Linked DNA regions of Pan troglodytes: region 2 is linked to region 1. The links are chromatin contacts, called in public Hi-C maps. All regions are on one chromosome and are shown on one strand. Each heading gives the region's core, a stretch centred on a gene start, on an enhancer-like site or on the middle of the called end of the contact. The rest is flanking DNA. Distances are from core to core; before and after follow the strand shown. Region 1 holds the start of TESK2 (testis associated actin remodelling kinase 2). Region 2 overlaps TESK2 (testis associated actin remodelling kinase 2).

Region 1 (5,402 bases), core at 1,368-3,867:
ATATAGTATATTCTCAATAAAGATGAGTTTCACTAGAACCAGCTCCCCTTCACAACCAAACTCTGGAGAATAATTTTACTCATTTCTTCTCATTTATTCCTCAATCCATCATGATCTCACTACTACCTTCATTGCCATCCCCACCCTACCAAAACTGCATTTCAGAGGAAACAAGTGACCTCCTGATTGCTAAATATAGGGCAGGCCAGGCATGATGGCTCACCCCTGTAACCCCAGCTCTTTGGGAGGCCGGGGAAGGCAGATAGCTTTGAGCTCAGGAGTTCGAGACCAGCCTGGGCAACACAGAGAAACCCCGTCTCTACAAAAAATACAAAAAATTATCTGGGTGTGGTGGCTCCTGCCTGTGATCCCAGCTACTCAGAAGGCTGAGGTGGGAGGATCCGAGACTGCACCACTGCACTCCAGCCTGGGCGACAGAGTGAGACCCTGACACCAAAGAAAAAAAAAAAAAAGCTTCTTAACTTTCATTCAGCTGGACCTCGGAAGCACGTGACATTGATAGTCACCGCCCCGCCCCCCTTCTTGAAATCCTTTCTTTGGCTCCTATTATAATGCTGTTATGTTCTAGTTCTTGTCCCGTTCCTTTAATCTCTCTTTTTCAGTGTCTATTACCTTTCAAACAATGATGCTCCTTCTGGTCCACAGCCCTTCTCATCTTTCAGTATTACCATTCCATACTAAGGCATACAAATATCCCCCATATATTCTCTTGACCCTCCAAATTTATGTATCCAGGTCCAAGCTTTCTCCCAATTTTCAGACCCAAATTTCCAGATACCCACAGTGATATTTCAAAACACCTCAAACTCGGCTGGGAGCAGTGGCTCACGCCTGTAATCCCAGCACTGTGGGAGGCCAAGGTGGGCGGATTGACTGAGATCAGACGTTCGAAACCAGCCTGGCCAACGTGGGGAAACCCCGTCTCTACTAAAAGTACAAAAATTAGCCGGACGTGGTGGCGCATGCCTGTAATCCCAGCTACTCGGTAGTCTGAGGCAGGAGAATCGCTTGTACCTGGGAGGAGGAGGTGGCAGTGAGCTGAGATCGTGCCACTGCACTCCAGCCTGGGTGACAGAATGAGACTCCGTCAAAAAAAACAAAAACTAACAAACAAACCCTGAAACTTAACTTGTTCAAAACCAAATTTATTACCTTCTCTCAAAATTGCTTTTTTATGCTCCCTATTTCAGATGAGATCAGGAGCGTTGAGGGTGGTATAACCGGAGACTATGTTCCCTATTTCAATTAACACTACCGATTCACACCATCAGCCAAGTCAGAAACTTTCTACTATTCTTCTCAACTTTATTTTGAAACCTCTTGGAATTTCGGGCCATTCCCTCCCGCCTGGATGAGCACACTCGTTTTCTGCCTACCTGGCCTTTCCGCCTCCACGGTCTTCACTTTCAATCCTTCCTCTATATTTTCACCAGAGATAATGCAATCATACCAAGCTCCTGCTTACAAAACCTTCAACGGCTCCCCATGCATGCAGCATAAAGTCCAAATTCCTCAGTAAGTTCTTCTCAGAGGTATACAATTTAAAGATTTTTAAATTACACAAACCTGGATTTCGCTTGTAGCGAAATCTGAACACTGGCTTAGTCCACTCTTCACAGCGAAGAGTAAAAAGCAGAGAGGGGAAAGGAAGGGAGATGATGACAAGCGAGGAAAGAAGAGGGGGAAGGCAGTAGGGTCTGAGGGGAGGGAATTGTTTTCCTGGGTAGAGGTGAACGTTTTCGAGGGAAGAGCGTATCGGAGGGAAGTCAAGTGAAGGAACCCAGATCTCTGAGGCAGGAGCGGGTATGCGAGCAGGGAGGCGCTCAGTGGGGAGCTGGAAGTCTCTGAAACAAGAGTTTTCCGAGAAAACGAAAGATCCCTAATGCGAGCGAGGTAACTTCTAATGGGTTCCCAGGTTCTAAGGGGGAGCAGACGTGGCGGGGAGCCTGAGGGAAGTGAGAAGGAAAGAGGAAAGCGGCCAGGAAGGGAGCGTCCGCCGCCGCTGAGAGGGGGACCTCTGGGAAGCCGAGGGGTCCCGTCGGGTGCGGAGGGACGCAGGCGCCTCTGCTCCGGGGCAGAGGAGGTGGAGGGGCAGCGCGCGCGGGCCAGGAAGGATGCCCGGGTTTGTGACCCCGTCCTCTTTTCACGTTACCTGAGGCAGGACTGAGCAGCCAGAGGGGTGCCTGCGCGGGCAAGAGGAGGAGACGGCGGCAAAGAGGGAGCATAGTAACCCTCACAGCTCGTTGGTGGCAGCGGCTCCTTAGCCTGCGGAGGCGGTGGGAGCCCCTAGCGCAGAAGCCGGCGACTCAGCTAGGCTAGCGGCGGCGGAGAACGAGGAGACTACTGCCATGGCCCCACAGTCGGGGCCGCTCCCCCCGCCTGTTTGGCGGGGCCAGGAGGACGATCCGACCAGCGAAACCAACAGGGCAGCTGGTAGCTCTGCTGAGCTCCCGGGCCGCGAAAGACTGAAACGCCTACCCGGCCCAGCAGGGGGGTTGGGGGCGGGGTCTCGACTGGCCACGCCCCCCCCTCAAGCCCTCCCTCAGAGTAGCCAGTCAACCGTCAACTCCTGATAAACGAGGTAGTGGAATTGCCCAATTAGCGCTAGGAATGCCACGTGGTATGAGGGTGGGCACAATGGGCGTCCAGAAAAGCCAATCAACAGCCGTAGGCGCCAACTCCGGAGGACGAAGGGAACCAATAGGAAGGAAGTCGAGGTAAAAACAGAAGAAGCAGTGTGTGGGAAAGGCGGAACCGAGGAGGAGGGAATACACCTGGGGGAAACCCAAGTCCAGGAGCCTCTTAGAGGGCGGGGCAGTAAACACAAGATGGACCAATAAAAATGTTAAACACAGAAATGATTGGTAATTGATAAAGCCAATTGAAAATGGACTAGACTGGCGCGGCTTTCGGGTTGGTCAAGGTATAGCTGAGTAAGGAAAAGCGGTAAGAATGCTGCGTCCTGCAGGATTTCAGTATAGTGAGGAGGAAAAAATATATCAATAATACCGACTTGAAATAGTAAGAGCAATCAGTAGAGCTAAACAAAATGCTAGGGAAGCAATTAATCATGACTATGAGATTCCGTTAAGTGAAAGCTTAGAGGAGGTAACACTTCAGCTAGCTTGAAAACAGATTTTGAAAGAAAGCTGGTGGGGAATAAGTTGGGATTTTTTGTTGTTTTTGTTGGTTGCTTTTTTTTAGAAGGGTCTCACTCTGTCGCCCAGGATGATGGAGTGCAGTGGAGCGATCATGGCTCACTTGCAGCCTCAAACTCCTGGATTAAGATGATCCTCCCAACTCAGCCTCCCCGGATAGCTGGGACTACAGGCACACGCCAGCATGCCTGACTAATTTTTTGTATATTTTGTAGAGACGGGGTTTACCATGTTGACCAGGCTGGTCTGTAACTCCTGGACTCAAGTCATTGGCCCACGTTGGCCTACGAAAGTGCCGGGATTACAGGCGTGAGCCACCGCTCCCAGCTAAGAATTCTGCCCAGCTGTTCAAGGCACATATTTCTTCACTTTTTGCATGTGCCTGGACATCAGGAGCTCATAATCTCATGACTGAAGAGACTAGAACAGGAGGAGGGCAAGAGCAAGCAGTATGGGCCTTACTGTATTAGCACTCCCAGGGGTTAGAGACCCCTTTTCAGACATCTTAAGACTTTCATCCTCCTGGAAGAGTATAAGTGGTATGCATTCCTGGTGGCCATAAAGTTTAAGAAATATGGCCAGGGCCGGGAGCAGTGGATCACGCCTGTAATCCCACCACTTTGGGAGGCCGAGGCAGGGGGATCACGAAGTCAGAAGATCGAGACCATCCTGGCAAACATGGTGAAACCTCGTCTCTACTAAAAATAGAAAAATTAGCTGGGTGTATTGGCGCGTGCCTGTAGTCCCAGCTACTCAGGAGGCTGAGGCAAGAGAATCGCTTGAGCCCGGGAAGCAGAAGTTGCAGTGAGCCAAGATCGCACCACTGCACTCCAGCCTGGGAGACACAGCAAGTCTCCGTCTCAAAAAAAAAAAAATATGGCCAGACACAGTGATTCACTTCTGTAATCCCAGCACTTTGGGAGGCCAAGGTGGATCACTTGAAGCCAGGAGTTTGAGACCAGCCTGGGCAACATAGCGAGACCCTGTCTGTACAGGAAAAAAAAAAAATGAGCCCAAAATGGTGGCATGTACCTGTGGTCCTAGCTACTTGGGAGGCTAAGGCCAGAAGATCACCTGAGCCCAGAGGTCAAGGCTACAGTGAGCTGTGGATGGTGCCACTGCACTCCAGCCTGGACAACAGAGCAGGACCCTGTCCCAAAAAAATATAAAAAGAAAGAAAGAAGTGTGGTAGGAGATATTGGAGAGAGAAGAGGCTGCATGTGGGTTGGGCTTAAATGCCAATATTCAAATTTGTCTTTTGTTTTTTATGCTGTGAGAGCTATTCTTGAGCAGGACCATAAACTAAACAGGGCAGTGTTTTAGGAAGATTAATTGGTAGCTCACAGAATCTCTGAAGGGAGAAGAGAGATCACCCCAGCCCAGTCCCCCTGACCAAAGGCTTTTTGGTACCATTCTTCTGGCAACAAATCATGTGCTGCCACCTGGTGACAGCTCAAATAGCAATTTTCCACATTGCTATTTAATATTTCTGTTGAGGTTGGGTGTGTGGGCTCAGACCTGTAATCCCAAGGGCTTTGGGAGACTGAGGTAGGAGGATCTCTTGAGCCCAAGGGTTTGAGACCAGCCTGGGCAACATAGTGAGACACGTCTCTACAAACAAAAATCCTTTTATAATTAGCTGGGTGTGGCATCACATGCCTGTAGTACTAGCTACTAGGGAAGCTGAGGCAAGAGGATCACTTGAGCCCAGGAGTTCGAGACCAGCCTAGGCAAGATGGCGAAACCCTGTCTTTACAAAAAGTACAAAAAATTAGCTGGGTGTGGTGGCGCATGCCTGTGGTCCCAGCTACATGGTAGACTGAGGTGGGAGGATCGCTTAAGCCCAGGAAGTTGAGGCTGCAGTGAGCTGTGATCTCGCCACTGCACTCTGGCCTGGGTTACAGAGTGAAACTCCATCTCAAAAAAAAGAAAAAAAAAAAGTGGAGCCATGCAGTTCATGTTCCGTGTTGTCCAAGTAGTGAAAAGGATCAGGATCATTAGTCACAAGGCATTTTTTAATGAAATATAATAGAAAATATCAGTGTATCACTCCCACTAAGGATAAAAATTAAATCATAACATTTTTATTTCAGTTAATAAATCTACACACATATTTACTAGGTCACAATGTAAATTGTATTTCTTACTGGAAGTCACAGCCAAAAAATTCTTAAAGCCACTGGATTAGAGGCAGAGAGACTGAAAGAAGAGACCAGGGAAGAG
Region 2 (5,691 bases), core at 485-2,984, 130 kb before region 1:
GAACCCGGGAGGCGGAGGCTGCAGTGAAGTGAGATTGAGCCACTGCACTCCAGCCTAGGCAACAGAGTGAGACCCTGTCTTGAAAAAAAAATATGTAAAAGTTGGCCAGGCGAGATGGCTCACACCTGTATTCCTAGCACTTTGGGAGGCCAAGGCAGGTGGATCCCCTGAGGCTAGGAGTTCGAGACCAGCCTGGCCAACATGGTGAAACCCCATCTCTACTAAAGATACAAAAATAAGCAGGGCATGGTGGCAGACGACTGTGATCCCAGCTACTTGGGAGGCTGAGGCACGAGAATCACTTGAACCTTGGAGGCAGAGGTTGCGGTGGGCAGAGATCATATCACTGCACTCCAGCCTGGGCAACAGGGTGAGACTCTGTCTCAAAAAAATAATAATAAAATAAAATATGTGAAAGCGCTTCGAAAAAAATTTAAATGTCATGTATTTTCTGATGTGGTAATAATATAAGCACCAAAAAGAACCAGTTGGGGGCAGCACCATGCAGCACTTCAGATCCTTGGAAGCGTCGGACCAGTTTTGGCAAGACAGAAAGAATGACTAAAAATAAATCTTCCAACTTCTCAAAAGGGAAACTTGTTGATCTGCTTCATCCTGCTTGATAATCCATCTTTGAAAATCTTAAAATAAGGCATAATGACGGCATAAGCACAGCGCCTTGCTCTCTTCATTCTAGTTGAATCTGCCCAAGATTCACATTTGAGGTGCCCATTTGCTGAAAAGAAACTGAGCTTGTGAACTTCAGGGTTATAAGTGGGCAGTGAAGCTGACATCTAATCATGCAGGCAGATTTCTTTAGCTCTGAAAGTCAAAAGGTAGGCAGTGGTTCACTTCTTTAGCATGATGACAGTGTGATATGTCGGGCCTGTCTTCAGGAGCCACTCAGGTTTCCCAACTGAGTGCCAGGCAGAAGACACTATAATGAAAAGACTGTATGTGCACTCTCTATAGGCCAGGTGAGACCAGGACTCTTGGTTCTGGGAAACACTTGTTTACTCTGTTCAGCAGTGTCTCTGAAGGCCCTGGAAATCCATATGCAAAGCCAGAGGGTGGAGAGCACAGGAAAAGGTGACAAAAGATGAGGAATCACACTTGGCTAATAGATTCTGGCTTCTCCAGGCAAACTGGAAAAAGTGCAAACCAAGGACCAGAGAGGGAAAACAAATGGAATTTGCTTTTACAACCCATTTCTCTTGCCTGCCTTTGGTGAGTACATTAGTTGGGCTGATAAGCCTGTAGGCCCTCAGAAACCGCTTCTCAATGTTTCAAGACCTCTGCATGCATAAGAAAAGGAAATTTGAGATTTGTCAACAAGGAAGATTTCTTTCTTTTTTTTGAGACGGAGTCTCACTCTGTCCCTCAGGCTGGAGTGCAGTGGCGCCATCTCGGCTCACTGCAACCTCCACCTCCCAGGTTCAAGTGATTCTCCAGCCTCAGCTTCCCGTGTAGCTGGGATTACAGGCTCGTGTCACCACACCCAGCTAATTTTTGTATTTTTTAGTAGAGACAGGGTTTTCCCATGTTGGCCAGGCTTGTCTCGAACTCCTGACCTCAGGTGATCCACCCGCCTCAGCCTCCCAAAGTGCTAGGATTACAGGCGTGAGCTACCGCACCCAGCCAGAAGATTGCTACACGGTCTCTGTGCCCATTAGCTGGAATGTTCACTTCTCCATAAGCAACTCCCAGTGCAGACTCAGCTGGTGTGGCCTCTAAACAAATCCCTCTGCAGGAAGCAGAGACAAGAGCAACTGCATTAGCATGTTCAGCTTTCCCGGATGGGGATAACAGCTGCTTTGCTTTCATTTTCAGCTAGACTACTCCCTCGGTCAGCCCTATAAAATGACCCAAGGCATTGGTAATACATTTAATTAATACAGAAGTTTTAATATTTTTAATTGTTGTTATTTTAACCTTTCAAGTTAGAAAACTGTAATACAGTCAATAAAATGTGTTATAGATACTTCAATACCTCTCAGTGGCTGTTACCTTTTTCTATACCAACTTTACCTATACCAAAACTTGCCTCACTTCCTCACTGTCTAATAAAATAACAGAGTTTCTTCCATTTCATTTGTGTTTGATACTTGGTTTCATTAAATATATACAGCCTTTTCCTAGAAGGCACTCAATAACTTTTTAAAGTGTATTCGTAATTCAACTATATTATGTAAATAAACCTTTATTACTAAAATGCAAGAAATCATATGCCAACATCTTTTTTAAAATCACCAAAGGCACAGAGAAGTGGACACTCAGTTCTCCACTCAGGAATATCAATTCAGGTTATTTCTACAAACATTTATTGAGCACTCCTCCCCCTACTGCCACTTCCATATGAGAGTAAGAACTTGTCTCTTGGCCAGGCACAGTGGCTCTCGCCTGTAATCCCAGCACTTTGAGAAGCTGATGTGGGAGGATCGCTTGAGGCCAGGAGCTCAAGACCAGCCTGGGCAACATAGCAAGACCCCCACTCAAAAAAAAGATGGTAAATTATATGTTATATGTATTTTACCACGATAGTGTGTGTACAAGTGTCCCCATAGTTCTTTAGTCCCTTCCACTATGTAAGGACACAACAAAAAGACAGGCATTTATGAACCATGAAGTAGGCCCTCACCAAACACTGAATCTGCCTGTGCCTAGATCTTAGATTGCCCAGCCTCCAGAAGTGTGAGAAATAAATTTTTGTTGTTTATAAGCTACCCAGTCTATGATATATTCTTATAGCAGCACAAATGGACTAAGACAACTGCCTAGGCTAAAGAGTATAGGTTCTTCCCACATATCCCTATAGGGTCTGGTAGGTACCAATTCAGGCACAGACAAGCACATAAACATATCCATACAGAGAATATTCTGGACTGGCTCTAGGGAATATGTACCTCTCTCTGAGGTAAATGCACCCAGGACTCCAGTTCCCAATTCTTGCTGATTCTAGTCAGCTACAGTAGTTTCAACCAATTATAACTATTCAGAACACTAAGACAAAATGGTAGTTTTAAAAAAATTTGAATTACCAGTGTACTGATACCTGCAACCAAATAAGCTTATCTCTGAACAGTGGTTCAAAGGCATTCAGAGAAGGTCTGGAGAAAATATCAACTCTAAGAATTATTATTCCTTTTTGAAAAATCTACCCAACTGGCCAGGAGTTAGGGCATTTACCCAAAGAAGATAACTGTGCTGTCATCTAACTAGCAGAGATAATTTGCTACCATCTAATTAGCAACATGGTACTGAGAAAGATTCATCCATCCTTCTGTTCACCTACCCAAACACTGAAAACCTACAATGTGAAACACAAAGATAAATGGGGCCAGTCTCTGCCCACAGAGACTAGTCTAGCCTAGATGGTCTAGTAGGGATGCCATACAATCAACTAACACTTTTTTTTTTTTCACACAGGAGAATAACATGATCAGATATGCTACATAGAAATATTCTAACAGTAGTATAAAAATTGTATGAAAAGGTCAGGAACTGAGGCTGGGAGAAGAGTTAGGATAACCAAGGCCTGAATAAGACAATGGCAGCAAGAATGGAAAGGAGGTTATTATCTCAGAGACATTAGAGGTAGAATCAGCAAGATTTGGTGTTTGTTCAAAGGCAAGGAGTAATTAAAGAGATAAGGTCTAAATACAAAGTCAGTCCAGTTTGGTGTTTAGCTCATAGTACACAACTCATTCTCCCAATTAACAATATCTTTTTAAAATTTATTTTCATTTTTTACAACAGGTAGAACCCACTGTCAATAACTTATCATTCTCACGCCTCCCTTAGGTTATTCCATTAGCTTTCTAACCTGTTTTCTTGCCCCCTTTTGCATCTTGAAAAGATTTAGCCCTCATTCCAATCCATTTTCCACAATATAGCCAAGACAATCTTTCTGAAATGCCAACCTGAAGCCACTCTCCTGTTAAAATTATTCAGTGATGTGCTATTACTTGTAGGATAAAACCCACAATCCTTAGAAAGGCACACAAAGCCTTTCACTCCTGCTTATAAAAGTCTGACTCCTGCTCACCTGCACATTTGTACACATTGCTGGTCCCTTTACCTCTAATATCCTTCCCCTTTCCCCACCTAGGCCTGGCTAATATTCACTCATTGTTGAGGATTTAATTCCATTTCATGGTAACCCATAGGCAGGGTTGGGGATAAGAAAGACAGTCTATGCAAAAGGAACACAAAGATAACAAAGCACAGAGATTAGTAATTATTCTTTTTTTTTTTTTTTTTTTTCTGTATAAGTAGGGGAGAAAGGATGAAGCTAAAAAGTTAAGATGGGCAGTATAATATAGTGGGGACTGCAGTTAGGCTGGCTAGGATTGAATCTCATCTCAGACTATAATAGTTGTAGAGCCCTGAGTTGGTTATTCAGTTTGTTTAACACACATCTATAAAATGGGAATAATAATAGTGCCTAACCCACAGAGTTGTTGTGAAGATTCAGTAAGTTGATACATGTAAAATGCTAAGAATAATGTCAAGGAAAGTGCTCAATATGTCAGTTATGACTATTTCTATTATTATTATTATATTTGTTATTAGTGCAGAAGTTCTGGAATACCAAGATGAAGCATCTACAGTTAATTCAGCAGACCACAGGGGCCACTGAAGGTTTATAGGTAAAGGTATAATATGATCTAATGGGGGTTGAATTACATCCCCCCAAAAGATGCATGCAAGTCCTAAACCCTGGTAAGGTAACTATAAATGTGACCTTATTTGGAAATAGGGTCTTTGCCAATGTAATCAAGTTAAGATGAGGTCATATTGGAGTAGGGCAGGCCCTTAATCCAATACGACTGGAATCCTTATAAAAAGAGTGGCAAGAGATATAGGCACACAGGGAAAATGTCATGTTAAGATAGAGGCAGAAATTGGACTGAGACATCTACAAGCCAAAGAACACCAAAAACCTACCAGAAGCTAGGAAAAGGCAAGAAGGATCTTCCCGTAGAGCCTTCAGAGAGAACAAGGCCCTACCAACACTTTGATTTTGGACTTCCAGCCTTCAGAACTCTGAGATAATAAGTTTCTGCTATGTCACCCACATTGTAGTGCTTTGCTATGGCAGCTCTAAGAAACTAATACATGACCCAAACTGCATTTTAGAAAGATCATTCTGGTAGCAGGATAGAGAAGGAATTAGAGGCAGTTTTGGAGGGTACTGCAACAGCCAGATGAGAGGTGACCAAACATCTAACTAACAGTGCTATTTATGGGCAAGAAAAAGTTGGCTATAGTCAGAATATAAAGCTTTTTAGCAACTGAGTGATAGATATGAGAAATAAGGAAAAAGAGTCAAAGACATCTCAGAGATTCCAAATTGAAAGGTTCAGACAGCAATGGAAAAAGATTTCAGAATCTTAAATGACTCAATGTGCCATCAGTAAGTCAGAAACCTGTCAGAAACCAGTATCAATGTCAAACAGCCAAATTAGTGGCTTGTTGGTACTCTACTCTTTGGAGGGGCTCTTTGCAGAAAAGGGTTTGGGCCCCGACCTAGTTTTCACTGTAGCCCAACAATACTTTTGTGCTGGCCACTGTATGTTTGTTGGTAGGCTCCAAACACAAAGGCTAGCCGACATCCCATCCTGCTGGCTTGGGTTAAGGAAGAAAAGAAAGCTTTGTTACTGCTCTGGGTAATTCCAGGACAGACATCCC

What was found. Hi-C and Micro-C count contacts between places; a contact is called where the count stands out from the background.
Region 2: a Hi-C map of induced pluripotent stem cells shows a contact between it and region 1, with 2.9 times the contacts expected there. The contact joins the enhancer-like site here to the promoter of TESK2 in region 1. A contact is called at or near these places in 6 of 7 Hi-C or Micro-C datasets (blood, induced pluripotent stem cells, a lymphoblastoid cell line and 2 more), 1 of 1 datasets of contacts at active chromatin or transcription factors (stem cell-derived excitatory neurons) and 1 of 1 other capture datasets (stem cell-derived neural stem cells).

Annotation. Positions count from the first base shown.
Region 1 is chr1:185,471,646-185,477,047 of NHGRI_mPanTro3-v2.0_pri, reverse strand. It overlaps TESK2 (testis associated actin remodelling kinase 2), which reads right to left and starts at 2,617. Exons shown (of 10, transcript XM_009456279.5): 1 at 2,174-2,617. CCDC163 (CCDC163 homolog) reads right to left here. Exons shown (of 6, transcript XR_010154163.1): 6 at 5,242-5,402.
Region 2 is chr1:185,602,469-185,608,159 of NHGRI_mPanTro3-v2.0_pri, reverse strand. All of the region lies in intron 4 of TESK2 (testis associated actin remodelling kinase 2), which reads right to left. Among named protein-coding and RNA genes, the nearest start is that of MUTYH, 22 kb to the left of the region's middle. Within about 2 kb of position 1,734, at least 6 of the 24 cell types and tissues checked have an H3K27ac peak or open chromatin away from gene starts, as enhancers often do. A contact at or near this core is called in induced pluripotent stem cells, where this site is marked.